Linked DNA regions of Zea mays: all the other regions are linked to region 1. The links are chromatin contacts, called in public Hi-C maps. All regions are on one chromosome and are shown on one strand. Each heading gives the region's core, a stretch centred on a gene start, on an enhancer-like site or on the middle of the called end of the contact. The rest is flanking DNA. Distances are from core to core; before and after follow the strand shown. Region 1 holds the start of LOC103629361 (protein MEI2-like 2). Region 2 holds the start of LOC103629360 (HXXXD-type acyl-transferase family protein). Region 3 holds the start of LOC100277154.

Region 1 (3,571 bases), core at 617-3,116:
ACTCTCTCACACTCTTTGCTTGAGATTGCATTCTAGTGAGAGATTGAGGGTTCCTAGTGTATTTGCATCATTTGGTGATTCTTGAGGCACTAGGTGGTACACCGAGCAAGCGTCATTGGCTTGTTACTCTTGGAGGTTGCCGCCTCCTAGACGGCTCGGGTGATTGTCTCCGTCGAGCTCTCCAAGAAGATTGTGGAGAAGCCGCGATGTTGATTGTGAGGGGTTCGCGCCTACCTCGCCGGAGCGACAAAGGTGACATTAGTGGAATCGAGGTATTGAGTGATTTCTTGTCCACTTGGCTCAAAGATCAAGTCGTGTCTTGATAGAGGAGCAAGTGAGAGCTTGAAGTCCACCTTAACGTGGATTAGGGGTGATCGGCAAATCACCGATACCACGGGATAAATTTCGGTGTCTATACCTTCTCGCATTACTTATTGCCTTGCAATTGATTAGTGATTTGCTTATTGTTCTTCAAGTATTCAATCTCCGTAGTTGTTTTTCATACATTGTTTACTTATTGTCACTAGAGAATTTATTCCTCTTGTTGTATTGATTAAATTTCTTGTAGTATTTTTGATTTTAGTCAAAACCGTCTATTCACCCCCCCTCTAGCCGGTGTCCTAGATCCTACACTTTCTCTTTTGGCTTCTGGCCTCTCGGAGAGAGAGAGTCTCCTGGTTTGTGTCCAGTGGCTGCAGTGCATCCCTTGGTGCTGTTATTTTCTTCGACGGCATGACGAAGGTTGATGCTTTGCCGAAGATTGTGGAAGTGAGTACACCAGAGGTGGGCGCCAATGTTGGGGACTTGTTCTCAAATGCTATGAGTTAAGAACAAGGCAACACAAAATATTAAAGGTTAATGCCCATCATCCTTTGAAGTATTATCTCACTTAGGATATAATGACCTTCAGACGAAGGTCCTAAAGGACGAACCCTCATCATCGCAGTATATGTTAATGAAAGAAGAAACATATGAAATATAAGAGATAACACGAATAATCATATGACATTATTAATATATCTTTATTATATCATCATGGATGAACAAGAACAATATTAAATTACATTTGTACCTTTGGCTTGACAGAAGGTAAAAGTCCAAGCGTGACGCATGAGCGAATACAAGTCAACCTGAACAGTACGGGGGCACTGTTCATCTATTTATAGGCACAGGACGCAACCTATGTAAAATTACATACATGCCTTTTATGTTTATTATTGACTTAAGGACAATCCAACGAGGACTAGATAGCCTTTTCCCCTTTAAGTCGGTTCCTTTTTCTGCCGCTGAGCCAAAGCTTCCTTACGCGTAGCTTCGGAGCTGTTTCAACCTTCGTCTCGACCATGCTTTTCACATTGTGTACAACTTTTATTCCGAGTTCGAAGGTTCATGTACATATATTACACTTGGGAAATATTGTTAATCATATTTTTGAGGACCTTCGGAAGACGAAGGCCCCCAACAGTATTTAGGCAAGCATCTGGGTCCGTTTGATCTAAATTTAATCATAGATGCAATCGTGATTTGTTAGAGATTCTTTATAAAGCTGCATGAGATAGTAGTGGGAGGGTTTAAGTGTTAAATATGACATACATTAGATCTAGATCTAATAGAGCAAGAGATCTATTTGCACGTTTGTATTTAATGGCTGCTTGGTTACTTGATATTATTTATTGGGATGTTGTCCCTATCAATCTATTAATTTGAAATGCATATGCGTTATTGGTATCACCCACAAGCCACTCCAATTCCAGCTGATTAGATTAGATGACGTCGACGTTACTGACAGGTGCGACCCACTTGGCTTTTGGCTGCGCGCGTGGGTCCTCCACTTGTTCCCCAGCCCGTCTGACGGAGCGGGACACCCACTGACGCGTGAGGTTCCGGGTGATTCGGGACCCACATGTCATGCTCATAGAGCAGAATAGAAGGTGGAAGGTGCACATGAGGATGAGTAGAGACGAAAGGCTCGGCGCTCGCACCAATCATCATACCTCCTATCGCTATCCACCACTAGACTCTGATATATTTCTTTTCTTTTTAACCTTCCGCTTTCACTGAGAGATAATCAATTATATAGTAATAATTATAATACTCTGATGTATTATTTATTATAATAGTTATAGTGGTCTGTCTGCTCCTTCTCCTTGTGAGTTGGTGTGTCTCCCTATAAAAATAAACCGGAAAAAACTCACCAAACTGAAACTAGTAGGGGACTAGGTCTAGAGAAAGGAGAGACACAATCGGCCGGAAGAGCGATTGATTTCTCCCGCCGCCGCCGCCCCGTCTCTTCCTCGTCCGCCGCTGCGCCCGCCGCGCACAAGAGGAGGGTTTCAGTGTTAGGGTTCTACCCCCGCCTGCGCTGGTGATCTATCCCCCTCACTCTTCCGTTCCATCTCGTCTTTTTTTTTTCTCGTTTAACTGATGATGAGATTGCTCTGCCGATTGCCAATCCTCAACGCGCCTCTGACCCAGGGGACAACGCAAATCCTTCCTTCATTTCCAGCTTCAGTGACTACTCCACCTACCTGTACCACTGTTCGTCATCCTCGGTTCTACTCCTAATCATTAATTTCCTTCCCTCCGCTCGTAATCCTTCACTTCCTTGCCACTACCTGATTTATCCCTTCACTCCCGCTTCCGCACGCCTGCCTCTGCCTGTTTTTGTTTGATTTAGAGATCCGATCATGCGATTGGATTGGATTGCTTCCATTCCATCTTCCTCATCGCTATTTTTGGGTCAAACTTTGTTGCGTCTATCCAATGAATTCCTTCCTTTTAAGACCTGGCATGTTTGACTATCCCGTGCCAAGCAAATTAATACACGTTATTGTTCTCATATTGCCGTGTCCACCAGCTGCACAATCAACTCCCTGCCCCCCTATCCCCTAGACCCCCACCACCCAAAAAAGAAAAAAAAGTCGGTTTTTGCCATCGACTGCAGTCTTCTACACAGAGAGACCCAACCCACATGAGTAAATGACAGACGATGACACATGCTCAACCCTTTTTGTTTCCTCCTGCAGGTATCAGCAGCCAAATGAGAATGCTTGCTGTGTTTGATTGATCGTCAGATCCTTACTTACAACCCACCAGGTTCATATTCTGCGATTACCACACATTCCCCCTTCCTGCTTGATGTTTTCTGCCTGTGTATTTGTCAAATGCATTACTCTTTATAAGATTGTATCAGGTCTTGTGGTACCTGCCACCTCAAAGTCACGACAGATGGCCGCAAATAACAACCCTTGGAGGGTCCCTATGCCACCGCTGCTCAATGTTCGAGCTGGTTTTGGCGATACAAGTCTCTTCTCAACCTCACTGCCTGTTCTTCCTCATGAAAAGTGTATGTGTTCTCCTTCCCATCTTCATAATGTAATAATGCACTTGAACCATACTAAGTTTCTAGCCAAACGCTTACATGCTCTGCATAATGAGAACTTCAATGTTCATATAGTATGTCTGCTCATGGGTAAACACGATTTTCTGGCTATGGGAAATTGACCAATGGATGCCAGGGAATGGTAGTTATGCAAGTTAAATGCGCGAGAGGAAGCACATGATATAGGGT
Region 2 (3,571 bases), core at 365-2,864, 250 kb after region 1:
TCCGACGTCAGCACAAGCTCCGCGGCGATGCTTTCGGCTCCCTCCCGGCCGGGGTACAGCGACGCCTTCCCGTCGGACTTGTTGGCCCTGCCGCTGCGCGGCGCCAGGGGCGGCCCCCAGCCGAAGTCGCAGCCGCCGTACATGTCGAACCGCGGCGAGCTGCCCATCATGATGCCGTTGGGGTCAAAGAACCTGAGGTTGTACAGGACAGGGTTGGCCATCCACGCGGCCACGCGCGCCCGGATGGCGTCGTCCGTGTGCGCCGCCACCGCGCGGCCGACGGCCGCCGTGGCCCAGCCGTGGCCGCGCTCCAGCAGATCCCCCGCGGTGACGGCCTCCGTTGCGATGGCGTAGATGGTGTTCCCGAAGTACTCCGGCGGAAGCTGCGGGCGGAGGCGCGTGCGGTTGTTGATGGCGGCGCGGCAAAAGGTTGTTTGGCCGAGCGGCATGCGGCGCGCGCGGGTGACGGAGCGCCACACAAGCGAGCTGAGCGCCTGGAACTTGGTAACGGCGGCCGCGCCGGCCGTATCCCCGGCCGCCAGGAGCTCCTGCCGCGCCCGGTCCTTGAGCGCCTCCAGGGTTTCGGCCGAGAATTGCAGCATGCGCTCGCATAGTGGCGGCGGGGGCAGCCTCTCGATGAGCCCCGTGAGGTCGGGGTAGGGGAGGACGACCGGCGGTGTGGTTGGGCCGGCGTCGGGCGACCAGCGCTCCAGCAAGGGCGGCGGCGGCGGAGCTGGGGATGGGGAGGGGCTGTCGCGCGCGATGCCCGCCCATACGTTGATGAATCTCCATAGTGCGGTGCCGTCGGAGAGCGCGTGGTTGTAGGCGAAGCCGAGGAAGACGCCGTCGTGGAGGTCGGTGACCTGGACGGCGAAGAGTGGGAGGTGGTGGCCGTCGTGGTTGACGGCGCCGTCGAGCGGGAAGAGTGACTGGACGAGGCGCGGGACACGTGCGTCGGGCGGGATGACGTCGGCCACGGCGACGCCGTCGGCGACGGCGTGGAGGATGTCGACCCCCTGGCCGTCACAGTCGATGGAGACCGAGCAGCCGAGGACGTGACCGTTGGCGTCGCGGTGCTGGTCCGTGACGAAGCGGCCGGCGACGGGGTAGTAGGCGTCGAGCGCCTGGGCGAGCGAGGCCTGGAGGTGGTCGAGGAGGCGGTCGGTGGGAAACGGCGGCTTGGCGTAGAGGAGGCCCTTCTGGATGTAGTCGGCGGAGAGAAAGGAGATGTCCCAGGTGGTGAGCGGAATGCGGTGGCGTGGGCGCGGTGGAGGCGTGACGGTGCGCCTGGACAGCAGGCGCATCGTGGACGACGGCATGGCTGCAGTTGCAGCAGGAGAGGAGACTGCTCGCTGCTGGTGGGTTGCTCTGCTCTAGCGCATTCCACCCTCCATTTTATTTATGCTGTTTTTGCTCTGCAAATGCAGGCTGGTGCAACGAAACTACGCAGGACTCTTCCTCCTCCCGAAAACCAAGTCAAAAAAAAAGTGTCTGCTAGTGCTTTGCGAGTCTGCGGCTCTGCGCACGTGCCTCCGCCTCTAATGAATGATACGTCACACATGACGGTGTCATTTGTAACTTTTAAATTGTATGCAGAAAGAGAAGAATGCACATGAGCTCTGGTAGCAGTTTCAGAGTCAAAATTTGAATTGCAAAAAATCTGGCTTCCTTCGATTCAAGAGTATCACACCAATTGCATTGCATTGCATCTAGTCTAGTGAGAGCTTCCTTCGGTTATCTTACCCGTTAACCATCTCAGGAATCAGATATCTACCAGTGAGAGCTTCACGGATTGGATCAAAAGATTGCTGCGAGGGAACACTTTGTGAGAAACCACTCAAGTCTTGATTCTAAGATAGTTTAATAAGAAGTCATAATGTCCCTCCACTAATAATGCCAAGCTGGCAGCTAGAAAGCTCTGAACTTGCATATTCCAGCCAAAATCTCTTTTACTATTTTCTCTACTGAGATGAGAATATGACAATTGTACATCAATTCCCATTTTAGGTCTTGTTCGGTTACATGAGGATTGAATCCCTTTCTAATCAATTTTGACTAGCAAGGGATTTAATCCCCTTCAATCCATTCTTAACCGAGCAAAGCCCTTAGAGTGCCCACAAGCTCACTGTTGGGCATTACACTGCTATCAAAGAACAAAGAACTCACCCAAAGCTGGCTACCTCGGTAGTAACATGGGATAAACACAGATCTATTTTCATCATCCTTATTCCTAAAAAAGAAGTTGCTGAACAGATGAAACCCATTAGTCTTGTTCATAGTTTTGCCAAGCTCATAACAAGACTACTAGCTAATCAGCTTGCAAGTAGGCTGCATGACATGGTGTCACCTAATCAAAGTGCCTTCATAAAAGTCGATTTATTCGAGATAACTTTATGTTAGTGCAACAAACAGCCCGCTTCCTCCATTAACAGAAACAACCCCATCTGATCCTTAAGCTTGATATCTCAAAGGCATTTGATTCGGCCTCTTCGCCCTTTCTTCTTGAAGTCTTGCAACACATGAATTTTGAGCAGATTTGGAGAGATATTATCAGTGGGCTATTGTGCACTTCTTCAACACTAGTTTTACTTAATGGGTCACCGAGTCAGCCCATCTATCATAGATGCGGCCTTAGGCAAGGTGACCCACTTTCTCCAATGCTTTCCATATTGGTTATGGACATTCTTGGGTACTTGATCAATAAGGCTGAGGAATATAGGTTATATGAGCCCTTGGCCCCTTTAGTGTTGCAACACCGGTTCTCTTTATATGCTGATAATGTGCTTGTGTTCCTCAGACCGGCTGCTGCAGATATTAATATAACCATGGATACCCTTCACCTCTTTGTTGAAGCCTTCAGGGTTCACACAAATGTCCAGAAATCTAGTGATTTTCCCATAAGTTGCGATGATCAGGAATTCAGGATTCGGCCTTGATGCAAGAATTGGTGCCATGTGAGATTTACAAGTTCCCTTGTAGGTATTTGGGACTGCCTCTCGCTATCAAAAAGCTCACTAAGGATCTGGTCCAGCCCGTTATTGATAAGATTGCCAATCAACTGCCTGGGTGGAAAGCAGACTTAATGACTAAAGTTGGCCGGTGTGTCCATGTCCAGTTTGTTCTCACTGAAATGCTTATTTACTTGGCTATGGTCGTAGACCTACCAACATGGGTTGTAAAGGCGATTGATAAAATTCGGTGAGGTTTTCTTTGGCGGGACCACAAAGATGCAAATGGAGGACACTATCATGTGGCTTTACCCCCATTGAGTTAGGCGGCCTTGGCATCTCCAATCTTAGGGACCTCTCTTGGGCTCTCAGAATGAGGTGTTATGGCTAGCAAAGACTGATCCAGGAAGACCTTGGCCCTCTATGTCCATTCGAGTTCCTAGCAAGGTTAAAGAATTCTTTTTTGTGGCTATGCAAACGGAGCTTGGGGATGGTGCTACAAGTCTCTTTTGGACAGAGAAATGGTTATGGGGTCACAGAATTGTGGACATAGCCCCACGGCTCTTTGCTATCATCCCTAAACAAAGAGCCAACTGGATGGTGTTGGATGGTCTCACAGACCA
Region 3 (3,571 bases), core at 699-3,198, 150 kb before region 1:
CATGACTCTGATACAACTAGCCTTCCCTTCATACTTGAGCCTAGCTGTAGAGTTCTCCAATGGAATCCATCATCATATTCGCGATGACTTGGTTCGTCCTTTCCGTTGGATGGACAGCATCCCAGTACAGGTACTTGCTAGGGTCTCCACATGTTCTTCGCCCTCGGCATGTTTGCCCAACTTCGATCACCCCCGATCCGCAGCACCCTCTTGACACTTCAGTTAGGCCTACCATTCCCAAAACACAAGCAATCGATTAGCCAGGACATAAAACTATGCACTTGCTGTTGCCTATACAAGAAAGAGAAATGCTGCATATATACCAAAGGTACTAGGATCCACCGTTGCATCATGTATGGTAGTATATGTGTCTATGTATGAAGTCCGTATCTGGTGCTGAAAATTTATGAAATTCAACAGCTGAATCAGCTTTGAGTTGAACGAATTGGCAAGCTGATTTAACGTCTCGTCGCATCTGTCCGATCCTGTGCCCACTAAAGTCCGGGCAATCGGCAAGCAACCCATCGGGGGCAGTCCAACAAAAATAAATCTCCTTCCTCCAAGCATTATCATGGCCTGAGACATATGGTATGGGCTACAAGTCGTCATTACAGAGAGATAACAGACATGCCGAATGCTAGTTTGACAATGGAAATGTGTAGTACCTGGGTATAATTAGCGACATGTGCTGTCAGGTGATTCTCATACAGTTCCATACTAATTGCATTCGACCGATTCGATGCAAGGTAGACTGAAAGCAAATCGTTTGTACCAGTGCTTATCACAAAGGCAGCCCTGTTAACAAGTCGCTCTGCTCTTCTTGGTCCAAGCAGTGTTCGGATAAGTAGCTTGTAACGGAAGAGGTTGTGCACTTGTTCAGAGAATGACACCACATTCTATATAAGTAGGAAGCTTAGGTGGTTAGTAACCTAATAAAGAGAGCTCAATCTGAGTTTGATCTTCATCAATCCTACCATAGCTTTACCACAAAGAAACAACTATATGTTTGTTTTGTTTTAATCATGTAGCATTATTGATATTTATAGTTCTGTTAAGATGACATACTATTCTGTTGGCAGTGCTGTCGTCATATCCGGAGCCGCCTGATGCAAAGCTCACACCCCTCCTGAGCTGGGCCAGCCTCAGATTTGGGTCAAAGAAACCTGGAATAATCCTGGATATGCCTAGTTTCTCAGCTGCATGACACCAAAGCTCTCAGTTAAGTATCCTAAACGTTGGGAGCTCTCAGTCCATATATGCTGTAGAAACAGAACAAGCAAGGGGTTACCTAACATATCTGTGGCTAACCGGCCATTGGTGAATCGGCCAGTCGGCCTGCGACCGTAGAAGTTCAAGCCGTAGGGCAAGAAATTTGCCCTGGCTGTGGTGGGCAGATGGTTGTTGTTTCCAGGGTCCACGGTTGAGTCTCCAAGTACAAGGAGTGTAGTACAGCCCGTAGTGCGGTTGATCGTCATTCCAGGTGGTGCCGGTGCAGGAGGTTCCTGTGGTGGCACGACCAACCTTGGCGGTGCTGGATCCTGCTGATCCGTCGGTGCTGGTGGCCGTCGATGTGGTGATCCCCGACGTCGTGGAGGTGGAGGTGGTGATGTTGGCCCAGGCGCCTGCGGTGGCGTTTGCTCATCTGCTGTTGGTGCTTCGGGGGACTGTGGTGCAGCCTCCGGTGCATCTGCTGCTGATGCTGCTCTTGCGCAGTGCAACTCCCCGGCAAGCAATGCCACTATGATGAGTAGCAGCTGGAAACCCCTCATGGCTTGTGTTGTATGAGCAGGAGAAATCCGCGGCAAGCAAAGAGCTAGGGATCGATGCATGTATGGCTATGCAGCACTGTAAAGTGTGGCATGAAATCCCCATGTATATATGCAAGGCCTATGAGCAAAATGCGGTGCCCTGTGAAACCCATGAATCAAAAGGCGATCTGGTGCATGTTAGGTGGGGGCTGGTTTGGTTACTCTGGGCTACTTTGTGTGAGCTTCCATTCAGATATAGAGGGAGAGAGGGATGCCAATGTGTGTGTTCCCTGGTTGAGCTGAAGAAAGAAGCTGCATACCGTCTGTGCTGCTGTGGGATTCTTGGAGAGTTTGTGCTGGTTAAAATTGCTCACCTGTAGTGACAAGTTTTTGGAGGTGTCTGCATTTTGTGGTGGCATGGCATGGTACTCGGTGTTGCAGTTGAGTTTGGTGACGTTCAGCTCGTTTAGGTAGTGTTTGGTTGAAGAGCCAAGTAGAACGGAGTCGTTCTGTCTCAGTTTTGTTGCTGTTTGGTTACAAAGTAACTAGAATGGAATGACTCCAATTAGGGAATATTCTCCTCAGATCCGGAACCATTTCGCTCCAAAAAATCAACCGGACGGAGCCGCTCCGTTCCCATCCCACTCTCACAGTCACACTCCGTTCCGTTCACTCTGCAACCAAACACACAATTAAGTCGCTCCGTTCCAGATTACCAAACACAGAACAGAGCGGCTCCGTTCCTAGAATCAGGGATGGAACGGCTCCGTTCTACTTAACTCCTCAACCAAACACTACCTTACAGAACACAAGTGGTATGAGGTGTACTTAACCGTGGGGTTAGTAGGTTAGCCTCGTGACATGATCGAGGTGTGTTGCAGAGAGCTGTTCCCATTGCAGACAGAACAAAAGCCATGTATTTCCAACTGAATGAATGGAATGGAATGAATATATATTTCTTATTAGGCTCTTTTGTCATGGCCACTATGTTTTTTTAAAAGAAGGGAACAAGAATAGGACCAAGAGAAGAAAAAACAAACAACCGGCTATCGAGAATTTAGCCACGAAGACATCCTAAGCCTCCGAACTCTATTAGATGTAAGCATTTGTAACTTCAACATGTCATTGAAGCTGCCCTTCCAAGAGAGAAAAAAATGGACAATGTTCCTGAAGATGAAGTCATTCCTATGCTTCCAAATGCAGCAAACTACCATTGCCAAAAAATCCATGAAGTTGTACCCAAACGCACCCCTTGCAGCCTCGATCATAGAGAAAAAAAAATCCAAGTCATGGCACCAATAAATTACAACGTAATTCTAGCATTCTGAACTGAAGGGGCAATCAAAAAGGTGGTAAGTTGTTTTTTCATAGCCTTGACCGCAAAGAACACAACTGAGATCGCTACCCTCATTCAGAAAGCCTTTTCTTCTTAAGATGTTTTTGAGTTGATTCTATCCTAGAAAACCATCCATACGAAAACTTTAACTTTCTTACATACCTTGGATCGCTAGATCCAGTTGAAAAGAGCTGGGGGTGGATGGATTTGAAAGTTAGCTCGTAAAACTTGGAGGAGCTAAAACAATCATTTCCTATGGATAAATCTATATGTCCTTGCTAGCTCTAGTAGTTTGCATTTGATCAATAATCCCGCAGTTGAGTAGCCTGAGGGGAGAGGGGAGTGTAAAAATTGTCTTCCAAAGACATTCCCAAGAAAATGCTGAATAGAGCAGCTTTGTCTCCTGACAAAAGAGAAGAGGTTGGGGAATGACAATTTGAGGGTGAAATTGTTCCAAACATCATGCCACAGGAGGATGGTCCTACCA

Evidence for each region. Hi-C and Micro-C count contacts between places; a contact is called where the count stands out from the background.
Region 2: a Hi-C map of leaf shows a contact between it and region 1, with 4 times the contacts expected there. The contact joins the promoter of LOC103629360 here to the promoter of LOC103629361 in region 1. A contact is called at or near these places in 2 of 25 Hi-C or Micro-C datasets (ear and leaf).
Region 3: a Hi-C map of leaf shows a contact between it and region 1, with 8 times the contacts expected there. The contact joins the promoter of LOC100277154 here to the promoter of LOC103629361 in region 1. A contact is called at or near these places in 9 of 25 Hi-C or Micro-C datasets (bundle sheath, ear, endosperm and 3 more) and 1 of 3 datasets of contacts at active chromatin or transcription factors (seedling).

Annotation. Positions count from the first base shown.
Region 1 is chr6:64,423,658-64,427,228 of Zm-B73-REFERENCE-NAM-5.0, reverse strand. LOC103629361 (protein MEI2-like 2) reads left to right here and starts at 1,866. Exons shown (of 13, transcript XM_008650500.3): 1 at 1,866-2,365; 2 at 3,027-3,096; 3 at 3,194-3,346. The coding sequence starts at 3,229.
Region 2 is chr6:64,171,974-64,175,544 of Zm-B73-REFERENCE-NAM-5.0, reverse strand. LOC103629360 (HXXXD-type acyl-transferase family protein) reads right to left here and starts at 1,614. Exons shown (of 1, transcript XM_008650499.3): 1 at 1-1,614. The coding sequence starts at 1,319.
Region 3 is chr6:64,571,979-64,575,549 of Zm-B73-REFERENCE-NAM-5.0, reverse strand. LOC100277154 reads right to left here and starts at 1,948. Exons shown (of 5, transcript NM_001150804.2): 1 at 1,289-1,948; 2 at 1,066-1,196; 3 at 666-896; 4 at 324-576; 5 at 1-228. The coding sequence starts at 1,829. The coding sequence ends at 41.